Linked DNA regions of Zea mays: all the other regions are linked to region 2. A link is a contact called in public Hi-C data. All regions are on one chromosome and are shown on one strand. The core of a region is the stretch at or near the end of the contact, and the rest is flanking DNA. Distances in the headings are between cores, read along the strand shown. Region 1 holds the start of LOC103636214 (chaperone protein dnaJ 10). Region 2 holds the start of LOC103636210 (phosphatidylinositol/phosphatidylcholine transfer protein SFH6). Region 3 has its middle 37 kb from the start of LOC100283728. Region 4 holds the start of LOC100216840.

Region 1 (6,356 bases), core at 684-3,183, 140 kb before region 2:
TGATAGTTGCAGAATCTGAAGGTATAAGCATTTTAAACGCAACAGAGGTATGAGAAATGAAATTCAACAGTTTAAGCTCATCACGAAAATAGCATTAACAAGTGTCTCTCTAGCAGCAAAAGCAGAATGAAGTGCTTATACTTCTAGAGAGTAGATGACTGAATATGGAGATAAAAGGTTAGGTTCTTAGACCTTACCAGCTTGAGACAAACGCTGAGCTTCTGCACTTGCCCAATCACCAAACTCATCTTGCTTCCCATCAACATATGGTTGCAGCCGATCCCTTAGACTTTGAGTAAGTATTTGCTCTCTTTCGGTTTGCACGTCCTGAAAACCAATGAGATTATAAAGGTCTAAACTTAGAACATCAACTCCCAAGCTGGAGGAAATTTTTCTAGACCATGAAGTAATTTAGACCCTTATTAAAGCAAAACCATGGGGCGGTCTCTCCTGCCGGGGTATGAGAATTTTTAGTCTGAGAAGATTGGTGTTAGAAATAAAACTTATTATAGGAGTAGCTTACCTTTATCTTCTCTTGAATCCTTGTCCTTGCCTCAGGTGTGTTTGATTCTTCCTCAATCTCTACAGAGGCAACAGATGCTAGCGCAAGTTGGCCAACATAATCTTCAAAATAGTCGCTCCCAAAAAGCATTCCAAAGACAGCAGTTGGATCAATCATATTATCTCTGGAATGTCATTGCAAGAACATAAATACAACATCAAAATAAAGCTCAGAGATCTGTGGCATCCTATGTTCAGAAACTAGCGTTTGAAGATGGCATAGACTTAGATAAATTCAGGACTTACTGTGGAAGTCCTTCCTTTCCATACTTATCGTAAGACTCCTTTTTCAGTGGATCACTTAGGACCTGATAGGCTTCGCCTAGTTCCTTGTACGAGGTAACCAACCAATTCAAATCAGTGTTCGTAGCTAACATTCTAACAATCTACAGTACGACTGATTCAAATTTTGCCATAAGAGATAAGAGAAAATTATTCCTGTGCTATACTCAACTAAGTTTATGACAATGGTGTGTTTACAGTTTAGGGCCTGTTTGGTAGCAAGGTTTATTTACAGTTTCAATGTAATATTATGATATTTGAGAATACTGTAGTATTTTGAACCAAAAGGTGTTTGGCCGAACTTTGTAAAACATTGTTTTGGATACAAGTTTAGCCAAAACTGCACTGTTTTTTAGAGCCCATGGTATTCTAAAACCATAGTGTCCAAAGAAATTTGGTAGCAACCAGAGCCTAGCTTTTGCACACTATTGCAACACCTATGCGAATTCTCTGGTCAAATAGAATGCAATCAGAAGCAAAACACAGTTGCGCGGTGACATCTTTGTGGGCTTTGAGTTTTGACCCTAGTACTATATCTCCCAGTGGGACGAAGGAATTTCTACAGCCATTCCACTCGTATCTCTGCCGCACCCGAATGCAACTAGCAAAATCCGCAGGAATCAGTAGAGCAGAATATGTATATGTACCTGAAACTTGCGCGCAGCATCAGGATTGCTCGGATTCTTGTCCGGGTGCACCAGCTTGGCCTTCAGAAACAAAACAAGGCCAACAGATTCAAAATCGCGAAACCGGAACAGTCTGCGTGGAAATAACCACGGTCGCTGATCAGGGGAGGGGAGATAGCCACGCACGCACCTTGAGGTAATAGGCCTTCTTGATCTCGGCCATGGAGGCGTCAGTGCTGATCTCCAGGACGTCGTAGTACGCGCTGTCCTTCACCATGGCGGCTCACCGTTCCCTTCGTCCTGGATCAAACTGAACGCGAGGGAGGCGAGGGAGGGTTCCGAGATGGGTTGCAGTGCAGGCGAATGAACCCAGAGTCGGAGAGGCCGAGGCCCACCAGGCCGCGAGACCGGAGGGCGATGGTGAGGTCAACATGGGACCAAAGGCACCGGAGACTGGGCCCACCGGTCAACATGGGACCAAACTGCAGCAGCGGGCGACGTCACTGAGAAGCTTCTGCCCCCGCTGGCTTGCAACTGCAAAGGGATGCTTCGCTGGCCGCCAGCCCGCTCCCCTTTGCAGACTCCGTACATGATTACTCTTTGATTTGGCGTTAGGGGATCACAGCATTCTTTCAATCTTTCCCATATACGCAGCGCCACAGCGGTACACCGCTGGCCTTACAGACTCACTGACAAAATCATTCGCAAGAACATTACAGAATGTTGAAAGATGCAGCCTTTCATGTGCCATTTTAATATTTCTAAAAAGGAAGAAGAGACCGCTTACCTCAATCTAGGGAAGCAATTATAATTTTTTCCCAAAGTTAATCAATCTCAACTAAGGCCGAGTTTGTTAAAAATTACTAATAAATCAATTTTAACTTAGAATAAATTATTAAAAATACTAATGTTATCGTATTTAGGGTATGATTTGTTTACCCGTACAAAATATTTTTATAATAAATTTAGACAAATGTTCATACCACTTATTCTATTTTAAATTGTAAGTCGTTTAACTTTTCTAGGTACACAGTTTTTTCTATGCTCCTAGATATACACTATATCAGATTTATAATTTTTAAAAATACAAAGGTAATTTATATAAATTTAGTTAAATTGGATCAATCTATACCTCCAAACATTATTTCATATATTATTTTTATAGTGTTATATCTTATGCAACACTCTAGGAATCTTTGTGTCAGTAATACTGTTATCCTAAATGGTTTTAGACGACCGTTTAAACGGATCTAAATGGTAAACGGAGGAACACTATGCAGTTTAGGACCTAGAAGGTCCTGTAAACGGTTGATCCATTTTAACGGTCAATGCTCGGTCAAAACGGCCTAAATGGAACGGGTTTAAACGAGTTTAAACATTGTTTAGCCTATTTATTGGGTCGTTTTCTTGATAGGGCCAAAATGTGGCAGGCTCAGCTACATTGATATGTTACTGTTAGGGTTCCCTCGCCTTCTCTACCCGAGCTTGGCTTCTTTCTTTTGGTTTTTGATAGCGTGATATCCTGGCCCCTGGGATGGTGATATCTTGGCCCAAGGCTTAATAGAATTAATAGAGTACTCATATCAACAAGGTGCATCTTTTTTTTAGAAGTCTATCTCGAAAGAACATTCAAATTAAGCGTGTTTGGCTTAGAGCAATTTGGGGTAGGTGACCGACCGGAAAGTTTTCTCGGGTGCGCATGAGTGAGAACAAAGTGCGCACAAAAGATACATGTTGGTCTGTGGAGACAATATACGACTAGCGAGCTGCCAGGAGTAAGTATCGCCGGTCCAGGATTGGACGTGGTGTTATAGATAGTTTCTATACATGAATATTTCTTCCTCTAGCATGATTTAGTTGTTGTTCTATAAATAGCTAAACTAGGGAGTTAATTTAGTTGTCTTGAATGGGTCATTTTGGTTATATGGATATGTAATATGTTATATCGGTGTTGTTATCTGTTTATCACAATTTGTATCGCTACCAAATATATTTGTGGATTTATTTATATACTCTTACTAAAATTTACATACTAACCATTGACCCTTCATTTGTGGGTACACGGTTTAGATGGAGATCGAGGGCATCAAAAGCTTTGTGTTTACTTAAAAAACTAGGTGAGTGCCCGTGTGTTGCAATGGGAATATATAATACCATGATAACTTATATACAAATATATGTTGTGTTGTTATGAGAAAATGTTTCGTAATCCATTTGTGATTCTAGCCATACATGTTATTTTAATTTAGCTATTTCACCACTACATTGTCATTATCAGTACCATGCAGACTTCTATATATAATAGTTTGATGCTCATGCGTTGCTAGATTTCTATATATTACATAAGTATACCTTATTAAAATGGGATAGTGAAAGGGAATTAGGCTTACACCTTTTTCCTAATTGATTTTGGTGGTTGAATTGTCCAACACAAATAATTGGACTAACTAGTTTGCTCTAGTTTATAAGTTTTACAGGTGCCAAAGGTTCACAATAAACCAATAAAAAGACCAAGAAATGGTTCAAACAAAGAGAGCAAAAGACAACCCAAAGGCACCCTGGTCTGGCGCACCGGACTGTCCGGTGTGCCACCGGACAGTGTCCGGTGCACCAGGGCACTCGACGCTGAACTCGCCACCTTCGGGAAAATAGGAGGCCGCTCCGCTATAATTCACCGGACTGTCCGGTGAAGCACCGGACAGTGTCCGGTGTCACACCGGACTGTCCGGTGTGCCAGCGGAGCAACGACTACTTCGCGCGCAACGGTCGATTGCAACGCATTTAATGCGCGCCTGCGCGCGCAGAGGACAAAGCACGCACAGTTGGCGCACCGGACAGTCTACAGGACCTGTCCGGTGCACCACCGGACAGCCCAGAGGCCCCACCAGTTAGAGCTCCAACGGTCAGAACCCAACGGCCGACTGACGTGGCTGGCGCACCGGACAGTGTGCACCACCGGACAGCCCAGAGGCCCCACCAGTTAGAGCTCCAACGGTCAAAACCCAACGGCCGACTGACGTGGCTGGCGCACCGGATAGTGTCCGGTGGCGCACCGGACTGTCCGGTGCGCCATGCGACAGTAGCAGCCTTCCAACGACCACATTTTGGTGGTTAGGGCTATAAATACCCCAACCACCCCACATTCAATGGCATCCAAGTTTTTCCACCTTCAACACATTACAAGAGCTATAACATTCAATTCTAGACACATCCAAAGAGATCAAATCCTCTCCCAAGTCCGGAATCACTCCAAATCAAATAGTGACTAGAGAGAGCGACATTTGTGTTCATTTGAGCTCTTGCACTTGATTGCTTCTTTTCTTTCTCATTCTTCTTGTGATCAAACTCAATTGTAACCAAGGCAAGAGACACCAATTTTGTGGTGGTCCTTGCGGGAACTTTGTGTTCCGTTTGATTGAGAAGAGAAGCTCACTCGGTCTAAGTGACCGTTTGAGAGAGGGAAAGGGTTGAAAGAGACCCGATCTTTGTGACCACCTCAATGGGGAGTAGGTTTGCAAGAACCGAACCTCGGTAAAACAAATCATCGTGTCTCGCTCTTTATTTGCTCATGATTTGTTTTGCGCCCTCTCTCGGACTCGTTTATATTTCTAACGCTAACCCGGCTTGTAGTTGTGCTTAAGTTTATAAATTTCAGATTCGCCCTATTCACCCCCCTCTAGGCGACTTTCAATTGGTATCAAAGTCCGGTGCTTCATTAGAGCCTAACCGCTCGAAGTGATGTCGGGAGCATCCGCCAAGAGGGAGATCGGGACCGGCGAGAAGCCCGCCACAAGCCATGGGAAGGTTCCATCCGAGGAGTCCGCCAACAAGGTGAAGGGATCCCCTTCACACGACAAGTCGCGTCGGAGCGGTGACAAGAAGAAGAAGATGAGAAAGGTGGTCTACTACGAGACTGATTCTTCGTCGCCATCCACCTCCGGCTTCGACACGCCGTTCGTAACTTCTAAGCGCCATGAGTGCAAGAAGTTTAGTAAGATTCCCCTACGCTACCCTCGCATTTCCAAACGTACTCCATTACTTTATGTCCCATTAGGCAAACCACCTATGTTTTATGGTGAAGATTATAATATGTGGAGTGATAAAATGAGACATCATCTAACCTCACTCCACACTAGCATTTGGGATGTTATTGAGATTGGAGTACAGGTACCATCACCGGGGGATGAAGACTATGATTCGGATGAGGTCGCCCAAATCCGGCACTTCAACTCTCAAGCCACCACTATACTCCTCGCCTCTCTAAGTCGAGAGGAGTATAACAAGGTGCAAGGATTGAAGAGCACCAAGGAGATTTGGGACGTGCTAAAGACCACACACGAAGGAGACGAAGTGACCAAGATCACCAAGCGGGAGACGATCGAGGGGGAGCTCGGTCGCTTCCGACTTCGCCAAGGGGAGGAGCCACAAGACATGTACAACCGCTTGAAGACCTTGGTGAACCAAGTGCGCAACCTCAGGAGCACCAAATGGGATGACCATGAAATGGTCAAGGTTATTCTAAGATCCCTCATTTTTCTTAACCCTACGCAAGTTCAATTAATTCGTGGTAATCCTAGATATACACTAATGTCTCCCGAGGAAGTAATAGGAAATTTTGTGAGCTTTGAATTGATGATCAAAGGCTCAAAGAAAATCATTGAGCTAGATGGCCCCTCCATGCTCGAAGCACAACCGGTCGCATTCAAGGCGACAGAGGAAAAGGAGGAATCTACATCAAGTAGACTACCCATCGACGCCTCCAAGCTCGACAACGAGGAAATGTCGCTCATCATCAAGAGCTTCCGCCAAATCCTCAAGCAAAGGAGGGGGAAGGATTACAAGCCCCGCTCCAAGAAAGTTTGCTACAAGTGTGGTAAGCCCGGTCAT
Region 2 (6,962 bases), core at 842-3,341:
TGAAAACAAAGTCTGATAGTGACAAGAATATGTCTGTCATATTTGATCTCCTAAGGAAGAAGAAAATTGCAGGCTAGAACACCTTATTTTAAAAGTACACCATTTTCTCAAACAATGCTGAACATATTTGCCTTGTTATTCCTTATGAAAGATGGAAGAGTTTAGATCAAAGTGAATGATGAGGGACATCATTTTGTCTATATGATTGTTGCTTAGTTGCTTCTATGCTATAATATCATGGTTATTCACTGTTCTCATAGACTTCAATGTGTCTGATTTAACTCTATTGATCGCAACAGATCAAAGGAATGCACCTGTGTTGCCTCAGAGATGTGATCTATAACCACTTTGTCTTCTGATTTGATTTCAAAGACTAGAACATATTGTTTCAGTATTTTCAAAGAAACAATGTCATGGGCAGTCGGCTAACACAATTGAATTATCAGAATAAAATATGAGTATGTCCCGGAGCTAGGTATGCTGAGGAAAGGAAACCCATGATGTTAGTTCTCTGTGTGCTTTTTCGATTGTGTTGGTTGTCTTTTTGTTCTCTTTTATCTTTCAAATCTGTCTGTAAACCAGTTTGTGTTAACAATCCTTCTTTTACACTTAGCTGATCCAGATCCAGTCGGAGCTATTCCTGGTTTATGATATGGTGATACTTGAACTATTTAGCCTGCCCAATCTGAATACTTTTAACTATCAAGTATCTTGAGTTAGTTTGTCTATTTGATAACCTGCAATATTTCTCACCCGCTCCACTTCTTTGGGGCACGTTTTAACATTTCTCACTCTGTAACGCTTTCAGACCACTTTTCATATGTTTTTTAGATGCGCTTTTTTTTGGAGACCAAGCTCTAAGGGCAACAATGGAGATGACGAGCGTCTTGGTTTATCAAGAGGAAGTTAATCCCTCTCAACTGAAACTCCCATCAAATTTGGAGCGTAGTGTGTCGATTCAGTTGTAACTATTATATGTTATTTTGGGTTAGCAAACTGTATCTACTAATTTCTCAGACTTACGCCTTTTGAGCTAGAAACTTGTGTAAGGATTTGTTGCACTCAGTGACATGCTGATATTTGAACTATTTAGGCTGCCAAATCTGTTTTTTTTTAACTATCAAGTATCTCAACATTTCTCTCATTCTAACACTTTTAGATGGTTCTCCCCTGTTTTTTTGACATGTTTTAACATCTCTCTCATCGTTGAACTATCAATTTGTGGCTTGAATAAGCAAAAACACCTTAATGTCCCCGCGCAAAAAGGTGGAATCTCCAAAGGTAGCCGAAGCTGAGAACAAGTTACAAAACCGACCACCGAAAAATTTTGTTCAATGATCCGACCATGTGGACAACACATGCTCGAAATGATGACAAAGAGAACCCCCACAAATCTAGTCCCCGGGGCATCAACGCTATAAATTTTGAGCCTGTTGCAAAAGCGAGCGAAGAGCCCTGTAGCTTTTAGCGAGAGAAGAACCCTGTAGCTCCTACCGCTGAAACGGGTAAGCTCGGCGTTGATGCGGACGAGGGCACCTCTCTTGATCCGCCTTGCGTCTCTACTCGTTGATATCTGATTACATAACTAATCAGATAAAATTACATAATTTATAAAAGAATTAAAAATAACACAACTTGAACATAAAAATCCGCTCTATAAATGTTTCTTTTAGTTTTTTTGGTGCCATCTTGTTATATAGAACGTCAAATATTTGACGTCATTTTATACACCTTGCTTTACTTATATGATTAATATCTTTATCAATATTCACATATCTCTATAACATTGATCCTAAATATCTAAATGCATTCTTTCTAGGTAATACTTGACATTTTCAAAACAATATCCTTACTAGTGAAAAATAATAATATCTCATATATAGGGGTTACAATAAGCTCTAAATTTTACACTATAAAATTCAAGAATTAGATTAGGATCAGATTCTATTTTTGTTTATTTTTAAACTAAAATTAATTTAGAACTCAAAAGAATTGTGAAGACATATTTGGATCCTGATGCGTTATACCTACAATCTCCCGCTACAACTCTACACGTGGCATATTTGAGCCGGTAATGCTACCTCGCACTTCGGAGGCCCATGGACCTGATCTTGCCGGGAACCGTGTACCTCCGCCTCTGTCCTCTCTCCACCGATGAAGGGAAAGCAGAAGCTTCTTTTCCCCTTCCTCCAAAAAAGGCATCAAAATTCTTTGCTAAAAAAGGCTTCAAAATTCTCCGCTTAGGGAAAAAAACTTGATTAGGAGCAATCCATCGTTTCTTTACTCCTCGATCGAGAGCCCCATTCGTTAGGGGTTAGGGTCGTAGCGAGGGCTCTGAAATTGGAATCCCAACAGAGGAATTACACCCGCTTTGGGACTTCGGAGAAGGGAATGTCGGCAACCATCGACCGGCTCGCGACACCGAGTGAGTGCTAAAATGTGTTTGCTTCAACTACATGTTGTTGATGATTTCCTTTTTGCCTTTGTGCCTTCAACTACATGATGTTGGGGTTGGAGAGTGGGGCATCTCGCTACTCTGGTTCATCGGTTCAGTTGTAACTCCGCTTTTAGTGGATGTAAAAATTTCCTTCTGTTAGGTTAATATTGACAGTTGACTGCTGAGAACCTGATAATTGATTGACGGACTCAAAATAACAAACATCTCCTTCAAAACTGGGTACTTCGATTCAAAAAGATGAGAGTATTTCTGCTGAATTGATGCCCGCGGGAAGGGGCATAAAATGACTTACAAGTTGTAGCACCATATTTTATTCTTTGTGAAGCATGGCAATTTTCAATTTGCCTACTCATTGTTATGACTGCTATACTGATTTCCGATTTGGATTTGGCTGAGACACGGAATGCTAAGTAGTTTTGTGTGCAGGTCATGAGGGTCGTGCACACAGTGACGAAAAGCGAGAGTGCAATTCTGATGAAGAGAACTCAGAAGGAGAAAGAAAGCCCAAAAAGGATTCCTTCAAGAAGAGAGCAGTTACTACAGGGTATAGATTTAGGCATTCCTTAAGGAGAAAGAGTAAAACAAAGAATGATAACCATATAGCCTCAATAGAAGACATAAGAGATGTTCAAGAGCTGGAGATTGTTGAAAGGTTTCGCCAGTGTTTACTTGATGATGGTCTGTTGCCAGAACATCACGATGATTATCACACGATGTTGAGGTATTGCTGCATCTGATTTGCTCATCTTAAGTTTCTTGGTTCTTCTCTTCTGTCAAGTTTTTATTTCCTGCACAATATTTTTACATGGAAAAAACTCATGAATAGAATTTCGCCCCCTTATTTGGTTTAACTTTTCTTTCTATGCCTTTTACATGTAGGTTCCTGAAAGCAAGAAAATTTAATATTGACAAAGCAAAACATATGTGGTCAGAGATGCTTAGATGGAGGAAGGAATTTGGTGCTGACAATATAGAGGTAAAGCTAATTTTGTAATATACCAAAACATATACCCCATGATATATGTAGTGTGATCATTTCTTTTCGTTTAATTTTAAAAGTCTAATCTGGTCCTTTAGGAATTTGACTACACTGAATTAGATGAAGTTGTGAAGTACTATCCGCAGTTTTACCATGGTGTGGACAAAGATGGAAGACCCGTTTACATAGAACTAATTGGGAAAGTTGATACCAACAAACTAGTGCAGATCACAACTATTGACCGCTATTTAAAATATCATGTCAAGGAGTTCGAGAGATGTCTCCAGATGAGGTTTCCAGCTTGTTCTATTGCTGCGAAAAGGCACATAGACTCGTCTACTACGATATTGGATGTGAAAGGCGTGGTATGTGATTTTTTATGTACAACATTTCCCTCAAACTTTTATTTTATGGTGGTTAGAGTAGCAATTAACTTGTTTTTGTAAGTCTAGAGCCTAAAGAACTTCACAAAAGATGCAAGAGAGCTAATTATGCGGTTGCAGAAGATCAACAATGACAACTATCCAGAGGTATATTCTTCCCAAGTTCAGTACTAGTTTTTTTTTCATTGTCCCTCATTTCCTTGGTTATATCTTCTACCTTATGTTCATGGTTCTTCTTCAAATATTGCTGCTCATGAGTTCACCATTTTTGTCTGGGCCTATACAGCGAAGTAATTTTCTAATGGATTCTCAATGATTTTGCAGACCTTATATCAACTGTACATCATAAATGCTGGCCAAGGATTCAAGATATTATGGGGTACAATAAAATCATTTCTTGATCCAGAAACCGCTTCAAAAATTCATGTATGGTTGCTATTGTTTACTGCTATGGTCTTATCTTACTATTCATGTGTAGTTTTTGGTTTATATATACTGATTCTCACCAATCTTTTTTACATCAAGGTCCTTGGAAACAAGTACCAAACTAAATTACTTGAAATAATCGATGGCAGGTTAGGATCTCAAATCCTGTTAACTAGTTTTCTGTTTTGATTCCATCCTAATGTTTTTCTATTCCATGTTTTCAGTGAACTCCCAGAATTTCTTGGTGGCAAGTGCAGGTGTGAAGAATATGGAGGTTGTCCAAAATCAGACAAAGGCCCTTGGAAGGACCCTGAAATTTTCAAGGTATTTTCCTAGTGCTCTCTTCATCATTCTGACCAGTGGTCCTGTTTTATAATACTAACATAAAAGGCTTCAATTCCCAGAGGGTTATCAATGGTGAGGCAAACTATGGTCGACAAGTTCTTGCTGTATCAAGCATAAATCAGAAGGAAGTTGGTTGTACTGAACACACAACTGTAAGCCTGCTTTACATGGATGTTACAGGGAGCATCTTTTTTGAGATTTCCATTATCTACCTTATAAACCTTTCCCCCTTAGGAGCAGGAAAAAGGCAATGATGCCTCTGCTAAATCTATTTCTCAGGTGGAAGATGTTTCTTCTTCAACGGCTTTAGTGGATCCCATCATAAGCCCTAATTTGACCCATGTGGATGAGGCAAGTATCCTTTTACTCTTTGAGCATCTGCACAGTCAATTATAAGTTTGCTATACTACAGGTTTTATGACTTCAAATGATTCAGTTGCATATATAAAGGCCTTTTTGGGGGTACTGCTTCTTAATGGTTGAACTCTTTATAATCTTTTTAATTGATCAATATGATGATTGATAGATGTTTTACTGTTTACAGTTAAAATTTCAAGGACATGCTTCCTCATCTGATGCTCCTCCCATTATAGGGGATAGCATCCCTGCTGCTGGCAAGGTCATGGATGCATGCTCCAATCCAAGAAACAGCTCGACACCTTCCAGCTCAGGTCTTTATGTAATCATGTCATTCATAGACTAGAGTCCTATTGAGAAGTTCTTGTGATTTGTGACCAACTGCATTTAGACTAACTAGATACAATACTGCACGTACTCAACAGTCTAAATCTCAAGTAGTGGTGCATATTGGCCAATTTCGACTTGTTTTTAAGATTATTATTAGGATAAACAACTAAGTTAGCTTGGGTTACGTTGACTGATTCTTTATGCATGCTTCACCAGGTTCTTTCTCTTTGAGAAATATACCGGCAACATTGGGAGGACTTAAAACTCGAATTGTTGCATGGTCAACATTCGTAATCCTGACCTTGTCAGCATTCCTCTGTTCTGTGCTGAGCATAGTGACCAAAAGGCTCTCAAACCAGGCCATCACATGTGACCACTATAGTGCTGACTTCCATCAAGGATATATGGGAAATGGCACCCTTACATCCGTATTGACACGGCTTGGTGAGCTGGAGGAGAAGGTACAAGCACTTGAAGCAAAGCCACCCCAAGTGCCATTTGAAAAGGAGGAATTGTTACATACTGCTGTTTACCGCGTGGATGTGTTGGAAGCTGAACTAATTTCTATGAAGAAGGTACTCTTGTTTTTTAGATATTGGAGCGAGGCATCTACCATCCAAAGATGGTGTTCTTGCTTTCTTAAAGAAAAAAAAGTAGCTGTAAGCTGATTTACCAGGTTGACCCTAGTTAGATATCTTAAATTTGAAATATATGCTGTGGCTTTATTGTGAGGTAATAATATTTTTCTCAGCCATGTTAGTTACATCCAAGAATTGGGCTGTTTACTAAGTTTCTTGTTTTTTTGTTGTACCAGAAGTGAAATCCTAGATTAATACATGGAGGTCATGAAACAATTAATAGAAAATGCTACTTTTTTGTACTAACATTTGTTTCTCTTGTGAGCAGGCCTTGTATGAGACATTGATTCGGCAGGATGAGCTGCTTGCATATATTGACCAACAACAGACAGCCAAATTTTGTGTAAGTTACAGCCGTTCGTATAGTTTGCCTTTTCCTTTCAAGAACATATCATCTTAATGCTTCCCTCTTCTAGTCAAGGGTACCAAATACGCAATTTCTTATTTGTCCATTCATCATTTGCAGCGGCAGAAGTTCTGTTTCTAAGTACTGGAGTACCTGCCACCTATTTTCGTCTCTTTGGAGATCGCATGCAGCTATTGTGGACCCAGTATACTTGCAAATGTTTTCATATTTGTTGCAGTGTAAAGAAATGCAATTTTTAGAAATACATAGGATTGAGGAGCATGGTAGCTTGTCTTGAGATCGTGTTTTAGCGACAAAAACAGAAAAGCTTGATACCTTGTACGCATTTTCAACCAGATGCAGGCGTAATCTTTCCCCAGTATTTGGTGCAAGGCTCCAGTATTTGGTTTGCTTGTATTATACTATCTCTATTCTCGAATATTTGTCATCTGCTAGTTTATTTTTAAACTAAAACACGACAAATAAAAAGAACGGAGGGAGTATATGTCTTTGTTTGGGGATGTAAATAGAGTGGAACTGTATTTTAGAAAAGAAAGTGTTTGATGAGGCTGTGAGCAGACGAAAAAAAAGTTCGTTACATGTATGAGTGTATTGGAAAAAGATATCTTTTTCTTTCTCTTATCACTTCAAGGGGCTAGGTCACATGAACCAATTGCTACTTTGATTTGGTCCTAAAAGA
Region 3 (6,813 bases), core at 1,034-3,533, 230 kb before region 2:
GATATTTATATTCTTCCTTACAGAGCCAGAGAAAGAATTCATTTTTTAGTCATAAATCATAAATAAAGGAACACCTGTTTTAGCCTCGAATATTAACATTGCATGTATGTTATTTTTTTAACAAATATGTACTAAATAAACTTTAGGGTCTATTTGGTTGGGTTGTGGCCGTAAAAAAGTTGTTGTGGGCTGTGAGATATGAAAAAAGTTGCTATGGACTGTGAGCTATTAAAAAACTAAAAACCGTTTGGTGGAAACCACTAAAAGCCATTAAAAGTTCTTCGATATATGTTTTCACAGTTCCATCCGAAAAGCCACTAAAAATAGATCTAAGGGTGCTTTCAGTTTTACACTACGAGAAAGTCGAATTTTAGAAAAAGTTGATTCCTAAATCCAGCCTTTGGTTTGGCTTTTGGCTTAGGGGCAAACACCAACGCCAAACGTCAAACCAAACACACACTGACACACGCTTTACTTCTCGGTTCGTTTTTTAAACCATTTTAGTAAAAATTGCCTAAATTAACGTGAAAACAGTATCCACCGAGTCGTTACAACGGGAGGAATCCATCACTTCCTATATCCTAGACCCTATGGACTCATTGATCTTTCTCCGCACGTAAGCCGTACGATATTTATATTCTCCTCACAGCCAGATTCTCTAGAAATCCAGATTATTAGAAAAGATCGTCAGAAAAAAGCTGAACTAATCATGCTCATCTTCAATAGAAATCCTAAACGAAGTTGTATTTTAAAATATAAGACTCAAACACAAAAAACTGCTCCAACAATAGTTTTATTTAAAAAAAATCATCAAATAATTATAGGACCCGACCTCTAACGTCCTAAATATAAGACCATATATGTCGGAGCCCTATCCGCATTTTGTATAATATTTTTAACATTTTATTTTCTAAATTATATGATCTATTTTCTAATAACTTGATATATGACTCAAGTTGCAAATGTTTTTATGGCCCTAAATATTCCATTTTAATTTTTTAGACTCAAATATAGAACTTATATTGAAGATGCTATTTAGAGATGGCAACAGGTCGGGTTTGGATCGGGTGGGTGGAGCAAAAACCTGTCCACGATTCAACCGGTGAAGTCTACTTAAACCCACCCGCGATCACACTTACGGGTGTAATTCCAACCCCACACCCGAACCCGTCGGATTTCGGGTCAGCCGTGAGCTTTTACCTAGTGTACACTTTTAATCAATATTTCAGCTATAAGCGATCAAACACCATGAATATAGTTTTATATATAGATTTTAAGCATTCCTATGTTGAGGGTTGAGCGACAACAAAATATTTCATGAATCATTAGTTAAGTTACTTATTAAAAATAATATATGTTATATCATAACTTTTTTTTGCATAAAATAAAGAATAAACCATATTTTGAATCAGGTATAGGTCACCTACGGGCCACATCTACACCCATGAAATTTTGGGTCGGATGCGGTTTATACCTGCTGATCAAAATTTTCACTGCTACTCTGTGTCGCTCGAGAGACTTCCGGTCGCAACTTCACCGTGCGTGCCGCCCGCCACAGCAGCCGAACAAAGCCGACTCGCCGGCACGAAGCATGCATGCTGTTGACTTCGCTTACCACGTGTGGATGACCTGGACTCTGGCTTATCAGTGTGGCGCCTTATTAGTTGTTATACTGACGTGTGAGGTCTCCGGTCAGGTCGTAAAACAGAGAGAAAAAAAGACGAACGTTCAACCCGATTCTTTTCAGAAAGAAAATGAAGGCAGAGACAGCGGCTAGGCCCTCTGCTGTCAATGTGTGCTCGGACTTGGAAAACCTACCAGTAAGGGCTTGTTCGGTTAGCTCTCAATCCATGTGGATTGAGTGGGATTGGATGAGTTTGAATCCCAAACAAGTCAAACTTCTTCTCAATTTTTTCCAATCCCATTCAATCCATGTGTTTTGGGAATAACCGAACAAGCCCTAACTGGGCAAAACACGTGACGGATACTTGTGGAATGTTAAACGGCGGCTTCTGCAGAGCATCCTATACCTGACCTGTATTGAATATTTGATCCGCGGTCGGTGGCTTCCGTCACCTGACTCTCACTGGCTGACTAGTGACTACTAGTATGCACATCTGAGCTGCTCTTGCTGCATGCAACCTGTGACTGTGAGCTGTTCGTTCTGCACGACAATTTTAAAAAGGCCGGAATATATTTTTAGCCCCGTCGGCCAAGCCATACCCGGCCTAATAGGATAGAACGATCAGGCCTCCATAAATTCTGCTGGGCCTGAGCCTGGGCCTGACCACCTGTAAGCAGTAGAGCCAACCGTTATCTGGACTATTTTGTGACCATGCTACCCTTCATTAAGCATAAGCTAACGCATCGTTTCCTCCTAGCAACGTTTCGTTTGCTCATTTATTTTTCTCTCGTAGAGAGCATGGCGGGGCAGTGCCAACGGAAGAAAAAAAAACTGATAGTGCGGCCCGAAAAAATTGTCAAACTATATAAAATATGCTTAGCAAAAAGCAAACACGCTATGGCGATGCAAGCAACCAGAACGACATCGGAGCAGAACCAATTGGCGTGGCTACGGTTGAGTATTTAATAAGAACAGAACAGGAAATCACACCTATAATATCACTCCTTGGTATTCTAAACCATGTCCTAAACGTCAATTAAAACCAAACCGGAGGGAGTAAGTGTGAAGCGCCTCAAAGTCTAGAATGTCTCGAGGTCAAGGGCTTATAGATTTCCGCTATTGTTAGTCAGAAATCCCTATAGGTCAGGAGAAGCCCTGACTGACTTGATGGGCTTATCCAGAGCCCATATATGTCCTTTGGGGCATGGGGCTCATGAATACGTGCCACGTAATATTTAGTATTTTTTTTTTCTATTGAGCTTCTTAGAAGGCGTTTTGATACTGTCCAAAGGTATGATGGCTTTCTCCAAACGATGACACACACGCAAAAAAAAAAGTCATGTCAGTCGAGGAAACACAAAAAAAAAATCTGAGGTACGTCCAAAGGAAGGGGACCCAGGTACTAACCCTGCAAGAAGAGAAATCCTTGAGCAAAACATCAAAGGCGACAGAAGAGAGGCGATCACGAAGAATAGTAATATAGTGGCTCACGCATCATGTCGGTCTACACCGCAAAACAGTAAACGACCTCGAGGTGGATGAAGATCGTGCGGCAGGCAGGAAGTCATGCCATGGTGCATGCTCGCCTTTTCTCGTGTTCCGGTCATGGTAGCTGCTAGCTGCCTTTTATTGTCTCGGCTTAGTGATACCACAATATTACTCACTTTGTTCCGAATTGAAAACCGTTTTAGATAATTAATGGATTTATGTAATACCTGATGTATGTGTTTTATATATGTGAATATAGATATAAAAATTGAGCGCTAAAACAACCAATATTTTAGGGCAGATGGGGTATTATTACTCATATTTGGATGTGGCAATGCGAGCTATCACATACGGCACCTTGCATTGCTTCACTTATTATTCCGCAATGATCTGATAAAAAATATCCCGCAATGATTCCAAGCGTGAAAAGCTTTCTCGCATGCAAATGTGTGGCCATTTCTTTTTAATTTTTTGTTTGTTTGAAGAAAAAAAAAGGGTTCGATTCGTATCGAGAGAAGGACAGCCTGAATTAGGTGGAGTGGTGGTGTGTGGGACGGAATTAATTAGTGCACGGTTCGGTTAGCGAACTTTGCATGCATGCATGGCTTCGAGAAGGCGCTTTTCCGTTGTGGCGTGCAGGGCTAGCCAGCAAACGGCTCAATCATGCAGGGGTTACTCATGCAAGGCAAGTGCACATCGAGATCACGCCACCTTTCTGTGGGTTGTGATGGCGACGGCCTCTGGCTCGCTCGCCCGACCGATCACCTCACCTCCGTACGTCCCTCCTCCTCCTCGTCTGCCTTGAAAGAGGACGAGCCACCGCGCAGTCGCGCACCCCTCGCTCGCACAGCAGGCCTCCTTTCTCTCTCTCTCTCTCTCTCTCTGCTGCGTTCGTTCGTTGCTTCCCCGGCCGCTTTCATCAGTCTTTCAAGAGGCCAGGCATGTCAGCAGGCCGGATCAAGCCTCAATGCCTCCTCATGCAGGAGAGAAGAATCCTGATGCAGGATATATATGCATGCCTCAGTGCCTCATGCATGCACGATATACGTACACGTACCCTGTTGCATGCATGCAGTTACAGCGCAACGCAACGACCGGTGTAAATTGCGTCTACGGCATGCATGCTACGTGTTCGTTTCTGAGCTTCATTCCTCGATCTGTCGGCTACGTGTCTGTAGTCCGAACGAGAGAGAGTGTCAACGTACAAATACCAGCCTTAACACCAGTACAGGGTTGATGGATGTCGTCCGGCTACTAGCTGAGCTCGATCGGTACTAAAAAAAACTGGAGTTTCCTTGAAGAAATGAATGAACGATCGAGCAGGTTTGTACGAAAGGAAGCTAGCAACTAGAAGGGGATAGGCCTAGATAAACACGTACAAGTTGTGTTGTGGCGAACATTGTTATTATAAATGTAACTGTCGCTCTTCTTATAGCCTGCGCTTTTCCCTATTCGGTTAGAAGGGGATTGAACAGAATTAAATCTCTTCCTAATCAAAATTAAATAGAAGCCCTTTTAATTAGAGTTGGTAATGGATTATGATCCAAATGTTTCTTCACAAATTGTTAGGACCCTAAATTATTTTTAGTTTAAAAATAAATAGAAATAGGACCCGATCCTAACTCGATTTGATCCTTACATTTTATAGTGTAAAATTTACCGTCCATTTTTATCCTTACTTTTAATCCTCTCCTCCGATCCCTATGATGCAACCGAAAGTCGCTAAGCTTAGTGGGTGAAAGAGGCTGGCCTGTCTTTAACCACGTACTGTTGCGGCAGGTTTGCGTAGTACCAGCTGCTTGTGGCCATATATATATTTCCGTCACAAGAATTGGGGAACATGCATTAATATTTGTTCCAAACGGCCGCCGGCACAAGCGCGGGAATTGGAGTAGCAGATTCAGCAAATTCTTCGTACACATGCCTTGAGTTTTTCACTAGCTAGTTTGCATGCATGAAGGTTTGTTTACCTGGCAATATAATGCTGAATATCATTTTCCCCCCTTGGTGCCGAACAGACGCCAAACATATATATATATATATATGTAGACAATTATCGGTGAACAACGCTTCCACACTTCAGCGCGCAGCATGTATATATACAAGTGAATGAAAATTCCCAACCAAATGCAAACACGCTAAAATGGTCAACCAACATCCGTGCGTGCATACATGGGTGTTTTTAATGCAATGTCCATGCGTACGTGCATACATGAGTATATATATAGGTGGCGCGCGCGGCTAATTAATTAAACAGACCGCCGATTTGCTTGGCCACCTCTATATATATATATATATATATATATATATATATATATATATATATATATATATATATATATATATATATATATATATATATATATATATATATATATATATATATATATATATATATATATATATATATATATATATATATATATATATATATATATATATATATATATATATATATATATATATACGGCGCTGCTAAAATGCACCTGGGTGCATTTTCTATATTGAATGCACCCAGGCGTAAGTCCTGTTTCGCGCGCCTCCCCGCCCCCGCCGCCGCCGCGCGCATCCCTATCCCCGCGCCGCCGCCGTCTCCTCCTTCTTCCTCCGATCCTCTAAACCTAGATCCCACCGCCGTCGAGCGCCTCCCTGTCCTCGCGCCGCCGCGCGCCTCCCTGTCCCCGCGCCGCCGCGCGCCTCTCTGTCTGCGTGCCTCCCTGTCCCCCGCATTAGGTGGGATTGCAAGCCCGCATTATGTGTGATTGCAACTGTTGTATAATTTTACTCAAATATCTGTTAAAAAATGTAAACAAAATGATTGCAACCGATGGTGTGTTGTAATTGCAACTGCTGGTGTAGTGTGGATGCAACTGCTGAGTTGCTCTTATGTGATTGCAAGTACTGAATAACTCTGAGAAATTTTGTTAAAAAATATGATTGCAACTGCTGGTCTGGTGTAATTGCAACTGATGGTCTGGTGTGATTGCAACTTCTATATAATTATGTCCAAAAATCTGTTAAACAAACAAGATTGCAACTACTGGTCTGGTGTAATTACAACTGTGGGTCTGTTGTGATTGCAACTTCTATATAACTATGTCCAAAAATATGTTAAACAAACAATAATTGCAACTGCTGTCTGGTGTAATTGCAACTTCTGATCTGGTGTGATTGCAACTTCTATATAACTATGTCCAAAAATCTGTTAAACAAACAATGATTGCAACTGCTGTCTGGTGTAATTGCAACTGCTGGTCTGGTGTGATTGCAACTCCTATATAACTATGTCCAAAAATCTGTTAAACAAAACAATGATTGCAACTGTGTCTGGTGTAATTGCAACTGCTGGTCTGGTGTGATTGTAACTTCTATATAACTATGTCCAAAAATCTGTTAAAACAAAACAATGATTGCAACTGCTGTCTGGCATAATTGCAACTGTAAGTCTGATGTGATTGCAACTTATGTGAAGAAGGTTGAGCCGTTCGCGGAGGAGCCGTTCACGGAGAAAGAGGGGCGGGGGCGGGAAAATGAAAAGGTTCTGTCCGGAGCGTGCGGGAGGGACGAAACCGGCCTGGGTGGGACGGTTGGCTCGGACCTGGCACATAGGTTCGGCCTGGGTGCATTCTCTATATTGAATGCACCCAGGTGTAATATATAAATACAGTATATATATATATATATATATATATATATATATA
Region 4 (6,519 bases), core at 1,551-4,050, 160 kb after region 2:
TAGTTGTGTGGCTCACGAGCCTAACGAGTTGGCTCGAACTTCCTAACAAGCCGAACCGAGTCAACTGTTTAGCTCGTTAGTATAACGAGCCGAGCCGAGCTGACTCGTTACAGTAACGAGCCATAACGAGCCGAGCTGGCTCGATCCTAGTTGCCGGAGCTCTCCCTCTGGAGAACACGAACAGAGGAGAAGAAAAGCATTCCACGACCCCCGAGGGGCCCCCTCAAAAAGGGAACTATTCCTTAAATTTACTTTTTTTTATTTATTTTTATTCGTTTTTTGAACCCCAACAAAAGTGGATTCAAAGTTACTTCAATTATCCTTTTCTTTTAAGTTCTTCTTGTAAAGTTCCATGCTTGCTGTTTGGTCAAGAAAATTAGACCTAATCCAACAAACAAGACAAGGATTGATTACGAATCTTGATTCTTCAAAGAATGTATTCCGTTTCTTTCATAACGGATTATCCGCTATTCGATTTTCTATTTATTAGATATTATTTTATGCTAACCAATTAAATTCCTTTAACTAAAAAGGGATCGATTTTGCACCGCCGCCTCAGGCGCACGACGAGGTTCGCTAATAGTAGAGCAATCGTTTCAGAGAAGATGAATTATGACCTTTCTTTTCTTGTTTCCTTTTTCTAGAACAGTCATTGGACGAACGCCGTTTGTGGTCGTTGTTGTACGTGAAGGATATAAGGTGAATTGTTAGAGATAATATGTACATAGGAGAAGAATCTTTGAGAGAAAGATAGTACTCCTTCGTTCTTTTTTAAATTTTGTTCGGTTATTGAAATTTTATGTGGACCGGAGTGTATATATTTAAATGGACTTAATAACACGCAGTCCATATATATATAGTGAAACGAATAAGTTCTTATTTGTTACATTTTAGTTTAAAAATAAACTAAAAGACGGTAAATATTCGAAAATATAGAGGTAGTATAATATATTAAAAATACAAATAAGATATATGGCAAGGGGTAATTGTTAGAGAGAGAGTATTAATTAGGACTACAAGAGGATCGAGAGACAATAATACGGTGTGGTGAGATGACCACGACAAACCTGTCTTACTTTTCTCGGATGATACCAAAACATCAGTCGATGAACTTTTTCTACATTTGACTTGAGTAAAATCTGCCTCTTGTACGTGTGTTGCGTCTACTTTCTACACACAAATAATGTGACGTTGAACTTGACAACAATAGGAGTCCATTCATTCATTCATTCATTCATTCATGTTGTTGCTTATACTTCCGAAAACATTAATCAACGCAAATAAGAAAAACAAGAGGAATAAATTTACAGGCATAGTATACGTTTAGGAACGACGACTTTTGTGTAGTCTGATCGATTTGAAGCCAAAACAAAAGCATGATTACGTGACGAGGATGAGGCCCTCGGTGATGAGCGAGTCAGCGATGACCTGGTTGGCCGCCTCGGACGGGTGGACGGCGTCCCAGAAGACGTAGGACGTGGCGTTGGGGCACGTCCCGACGGACTTGGGGTTGCAGAGGAGCACGGTGGTCTCCACCGTGCCCGTCCCGCAGCATCCCCGCCGGGCCTCCGCGAAGCCCTGCGACTGGGGGTCCGTGGCCAGGTCGTACAGCGGCGTGTAGATGTCGAAGACGGCGATCTTGAGGTCCGGGTACCGCCGCGCCAGCGCGTCCACGGTGCCGTTCATCTTCCGGTTGAAGCTCTGCGCGTCGCTGTTGAGCCTGGACACGCACCCGGCGGCGCCGTGCCCGAACAGCGTGATGGACGCCGGCAGGCAGCCCAGCGGCGGCAGCGACGTGACGCCGACGCGGCGCGCCCCCATGCCGTAGAGCTCCTGCACGGTGCGGCCGAAGATGGCCACGAGGCGGTCGGAGAACTGGTCGGCCGTCTGCGTCTTGAACAGCAGCGGGTTTATGTAGTAGTTCTGCACGAAGTCGCTGGCGCCGGCACTGACGATGTACAGCGCGCCGCTGAGGATGGAGCGCGCCTGCCCGGCGCCGGCCACCGCCGCCAGCTTCGTCTGGTACTCCCTGAAGTACTCCAGCTGCTGGGACAGCGGGATCGCGTGCTGTGTGTGTGTGTTTGTTTGTTTGCATTGGTGTGTAAGAATTGCTAGCCGTTAGGTCACACTGATCGATCGATCGATGAGGTGGTGACGAACTGATCTGATGATACTTACATACATAAGTGCCGTGTGGTCGTAGTACCCAGACCCCGCGGACGCGAAGTTGGCGCCGATGAGGAGGTTCTGCCCCGACGCCTGTGGGCTGAGGTACGCGGCAGGGTAGGTAGTGAACCCCAGCGTGTCGGCTGCAGCCATGGCACAATGCATGCACCACGTACGCAGACGATCGACGAAAAAGTCGTCGTACGTGGTCGGGAGTTGCATTCATCAGATCGATGTTGTCCAGACTCCAGAGAGAGACAGAAAGGAATGGCAATGGCATGCATCCCCGACTTAGTCCTAGCTACGTACGTACCGGTGATGTCGGTCGCCAGCTTGCCATTGCAGAACCTCCCGGTGGCGACGTGGTTGGCGAAGTCCCTGCCGTATGGCGGGAAGTTGGCCTTGATGATGGTGTGGAGGTAGTCGTTGTTCCCGACGTCCACCGACGAGTCACCGAACGTAAACAGCGCCGGCACCAGCGGCTGCGCCTCGCTGCCGCAACCGGCCAGGAGGAGGAAGAGCGCCAGGACCAGCGGCACCCGCGTCCCCTGCGCCTGCAGAGCCATCATCACCTCTATCTCTCTCAGTCTCAGACTCTCAGCTCTGAAACACAAACACTCACGACGCAACGCACGTCGTGCCCTGGTGTAGTGAAACCGGCCGTGCCTCGTGCGAGCTTTATATAGGTGACGAGACGACCAATGGAGTTTGTTAACCACGCACGCGCATGCATCCCCGCTGAGTAGGGCACGCATCATGATGCCGTGTCACTCGAGACTGGGAAGTGACCATGGCGGACCGCCCAGCCCAGTCGTTCATGCTGTGCGCTGCCCTGCCCCGCGTCCCCGCCACCGCCCGGTTCGATTCTCCCATCCGCAATGGTGGCTATTTATTAGGGTTGATAGGGAAACACAGCGGTGGTTGAGACGACGACTGCTGCTGCTGCTGACGCTACGACCGACCGGCCGAACTGACGACGCAGGCACGCGGCGCTCCGGCCCAGCGCCACTGCGCTAGAAATGTTCAGGAGCACCAACAGCTAGCAGGCAACCACTACTGGGTGAATTATTGCACACGTTCTATGTACTATGCGGGCATGGATGGATCCTGCGGATGAAGCTGCAGCTCGTGCGTGGGCTTCGGTCCAACCTGGAAATGTCAGACCAGGAGCACCGCCCGCCGCCGGCGGGCAGTGGTCCTGCGGTGAAGAAACAAGTGCGGAGGATGGAGCCAATGGAATGGAGAACAGATCTGCAGATCCTCCAAGTACAGGGTGACAGCGCAATCCAGTGGCCAGATTTTCGAATGGTGAATGCAGCGGCAATGGGGAGCCTATTATATATATATACAGAAGAAAAGCTCAAAACTTTTCGTGTAAAATTTGGCGAACTGGTATAAACATGACAGAATAAATCTAGTGAGATCACTTTGAGTGGGTAAAGGCCTTTTTGATTGAAGGCGTGGCCTATTTATTTGCATGGCAAAAACCGTTGCATGAGAGTTACGACGCTGAATTGATGACTTTTACATGTCCAGGCAATTTGAGCGCGAATGTATATTTGGTCGGAGGACTATGCCTAAGAATACTAATTGAAAGAAAGGGAAAGAAAAATCAGTTTTTAATCTATATATATGTAAATGGTGCACACTATTATCATTATGCTGTCTTTACTCCTTACCAAGGGAAGAAATGAGACAGATCATGATACCCACATCTAGTAATTAAAGTTATTGAAACACCATTTATAAGGGAACTATTCTGATAATAAATATTTGACCAGTCTAGTAATTGGTTTGGTCACCTACGATTAGGGCTGGACGAAATGCTCGTGGTTCGCTAGCTCGCTCGGTTTATGGTCAGCTCGGCTCAACTCGGATCGGCTCGTTTGAATTTTTTCACGAGCTGAGCTGACATCCTAGCTCGGTTCGTTAACGAGCCAGCTCGCGAGCTAAACGAGCTCTCATATTCCAGCAAAAAAAAACTATATGCATATCATTTACAGAATAATTGATGAACATGTTATATATATATGTGAGGTGTCTATGGCCTATGAATTAACATGTTATATATATGTGAGGTGTCTATGACTTATGAATTAAAGTAATGATTAATGAACTATGTCTATGTGTTAATTTGATCTATGCAAATATAATTATAGGTTAAACTGATGAACATGTATGTGAATTGTGAATTAATGAGTGATGAATTATGCTAATTTGGTGTTACATTGACGTGGTTTGTGAAACTATAAGTATAATTACTATTTTCTATCGTTAAATTAGTTTGAAATTAACTAAAAATTAATTATTATGTACATATTTTTTTCTGCTCTGGCTCGTGAGCTAAACGAGCCGAGTAAAGTTGACTCTGTGGCTCGTTACCTTAATGAGCCGAGCCGAGCTAGCTCATTAGCTTAACGAGTCAGCTTGAACTTGGACAAGCCAAGCCGAGCTGGCTCGTTATCCACCCCCTACCTATTACCTATGATGCACGGCACCGGAGTCCCAAGTAAACAAGCCCTAAATCACCAAATTCGAATGACAATATAGAGCATTACGCATTTAACAATGCTATTTAACTATAATAACAACAATAATATATTGCAATCAACCTAAGTTATATGCTTTGACAACGGTGTTTAAGGTACATTTACCAAGTGCCTGTCTACCATGAGAATGTTTAATTAGCAGAAAATACAGTTGGATGTCTCACGTCGACGAATTCATATCTCTGCAACAAGAGAGCCTTTAATTTCTTTTAAAACAACGCGATACAGCTCTTCAGTGCATTGAACAGAAAGAAGAGAGAAGAACAGGAAAGGCCATTCATCATAGACTTGAGTTATTATATGCAGTTGTGCAGGTTTCGTCATAATTGTCATTTATTCATGAGAAGACGAGTTATGCATTCTTACAGGACCCGTTAGCTCTTAAATACAAAGGACAGAACATTTGTGCAAAAACAGCGAAGGTGCAGCTACCATCATATGAAGCATACAAGCATGGAGACATCCTTTCCTTATAAAACAATAGGTCAACAAGAAGATCATTCAACTGCCACAATCGATATTGAAATGCTTTGAATTGTACTTTGAGGCGCAAGATTACCTGAGCATATAAGGTTCAGTAAACTCGGAGAGACTACAGAAACTCTATAAAATGCATAACAAAAGCTTACTTCCTTATCCAGTTATTTCAAAATATGCACCATAGTCTGGAAACTCAAATTCCCTCCGGAATTCCTAAAGATTGGGTGGAAATTAGTTTATTTTTCTAATCAAACACGGGAAATCCCGAAGGGGATTCGAGTTCCGAAACTAGCCCTAAGAGAAAAAAAACTGGACTATCGTATGGGCATATTTGCCATGATGAAGGTTAAACACACACAAGCTAGCTGTTTCACTGGGTAGCTTAAGCCTGCAATTAATCCTGGCTACTGGGATCTGGATACTGCAGCAGTCAAAGGAGAGTATTCCACTGTTCTCTCAACAAATACGTGACTGACTAGATAATATCGGCATTCTGAGCATAGATCTTACCAATTTAATGAAACAATCAAACAATAACGAACTCATTCATCAGAAATAAAATTCTGACTGCAGGATGAGATAGTTTTTATAAATAGTGAAACAAACCCTACGACTAAAGTAGAAGTGAGTAAATCCTTCGCTGTCAAGGATCATCATCCAAAAAGACATGTACGATCAGCAGATGTGGTCCAACATATAGGGGGTGTTTGGTTACCCCAAACTAAAATTTAGCCTCTGTCATATCGAATGTTTGAACCTCCGTTCTGGGTATTAAATGTAGTCGGATTATAAAACTAATTTGTCAGCCGAAGATTAAAAGACGAGACGAATCTAGTCCAGTTGGTTGGGTCTATATTTCATACTCCTATTTAAAAGTCAAACGTTTGATGTGACCCGGGCTAAACTTTAGCAGAAGCAACCAAACACCCCATATATGCAACCTGTCAAGCAAACCAAGGGCCACGTTTCGCACATGTTTTAAGGTAGGCAGGTTCAGGCCTTCAGCCGCTGGCCCGCTGCGACCTCCTATCATGCTGCGCCCATGGCAAAAACAGCATCGCCATGAGGCCAGTCACATCCTAAGCCTAGATGTCAATAGATAAATATCCACCGAGTATTACTATCTCATACATATACAGTAGCAGAGACCTACTGCTAGAATAGAGACAACACATCTACTATACAACATCTTGTTTTGTTGGTATAGTAGAAGATATGAGAGTTTTTAAAAGTAAGGTATGGCTCATGCCACACTAAGCCATAATGGCCTCTCCGCCACTGTACATATACTCACGATAAAAAAATAGTCTTGTGATTCTGTTAG

Evidence for each region. A called contact is a pair of places that touch in the nucleus more often than the background predicts.
Region 1: a Hi-C map of tassel shows a contact between it and region 2, with 1.7 times the contacts expected there. The contact joins the promoter of LOC103636214 here to the promoter of LOC103636210 in region 2. A contact is called at or near these places in 3 of 25 Hi-C or Micro-C datasets (leaf and tassel).
Region 3: a contact with region 2 is called in a Hi-C map of leaf, with 2.7 times the contacts expected there. The contact joins the enhancer-like site here to the promoter of LOC103636210 in region 2. A contact is called at or near these places in 6 of 25 Hi-C or Micro-C datasets (ear, endosperm, leaf and 1 more).
Region 4: a Hi-C map of ear shows a contact between it and region 2, with 1.5 times the contacts expected there. The contact joins the promoter of LOC100216840 here to the promoter of LOC103636210 in region 2. A contact is called at or near these places in 2 of 25 Hi-C or Micro-C datasets (ear and tassel).

What each region holds. Positions count from the first base shown.
Region 1 is chr8:157,397,828-157,404,183 of Zm-B73-REFERENCE-NAM-5.0, reverse strand. LOC103636214 (chaperone protein dnaJ 10) reads right to left here and starts at 1,933. Exons shown (of 9, transcript XM_008658567.3): 1 at 1,660-1,933; 2 at 1,491-1,550; 3 at 808-890; 4 at 524-686; 5 at 198-327. The coding sequence starts at 1,746.
Region 2 is chr8:157,256,629-157,263,590 of Zm-B73-REFERENCE-NAM-5.0, reverse strand. It overlaps LOC103636210 (phosphatidylinositol/phosphatidylcholine transfer protein SFH6), which reads left to right and starts at 2,091. Exons shown (of 14, transcript XM_008658563.3): 1 at 2,091-2,425; 2 at 2,885-3,179; 3 at 3,338-3,434; 4 at 3,536-3,802; 5 at 3,890-3,967; 6 at 4,145-4,246; 7 at 4,346-4,395; 8 at 4,471-4,570; 9 at 4,651-4,743; 10 at 4,871-4,942; 11 at 5,136-5,262; 12 at 5,495-5,853; 13 at 6,185-6,259; 14 at 6,383-6,708. The coding sequence starts at 2,392. The coding sequence ends at 6,403.
Region 3 is chr8:157,491,576-157,498,388 of Zm-B73-REFERENCE-NAM-5.0, reverse strand. No RefSeq gene overlaps it. Among protein-coding and RNA genes, the nearest start is that of LOC100283728, 37 kb to the right of the region's middle. Within about 2 kb of position 2,283, at least 18 of the 20 cell types and tissues checked have an H3K27ac peak or open chromatin away from gene starts, as enhancers often do. A contact at or near this core is called in ear, endosperm, leaf and 1 more, where this site is marked.
Region 4 is chr8:157,101,770-157,108,288 of Zm-B73-REFERENCE-NAM-5.0, reverse strand. LOC100216840 reads right to left here and starts at 2,800. Exons shown (of 3, transcript NM_001143233.1): 1 at 2,480-2,800; 2 at 2,179-2,309; 3 at 1,040-2,067. The coding sequence starts at 2,735. The coding sequence ends at 1,429.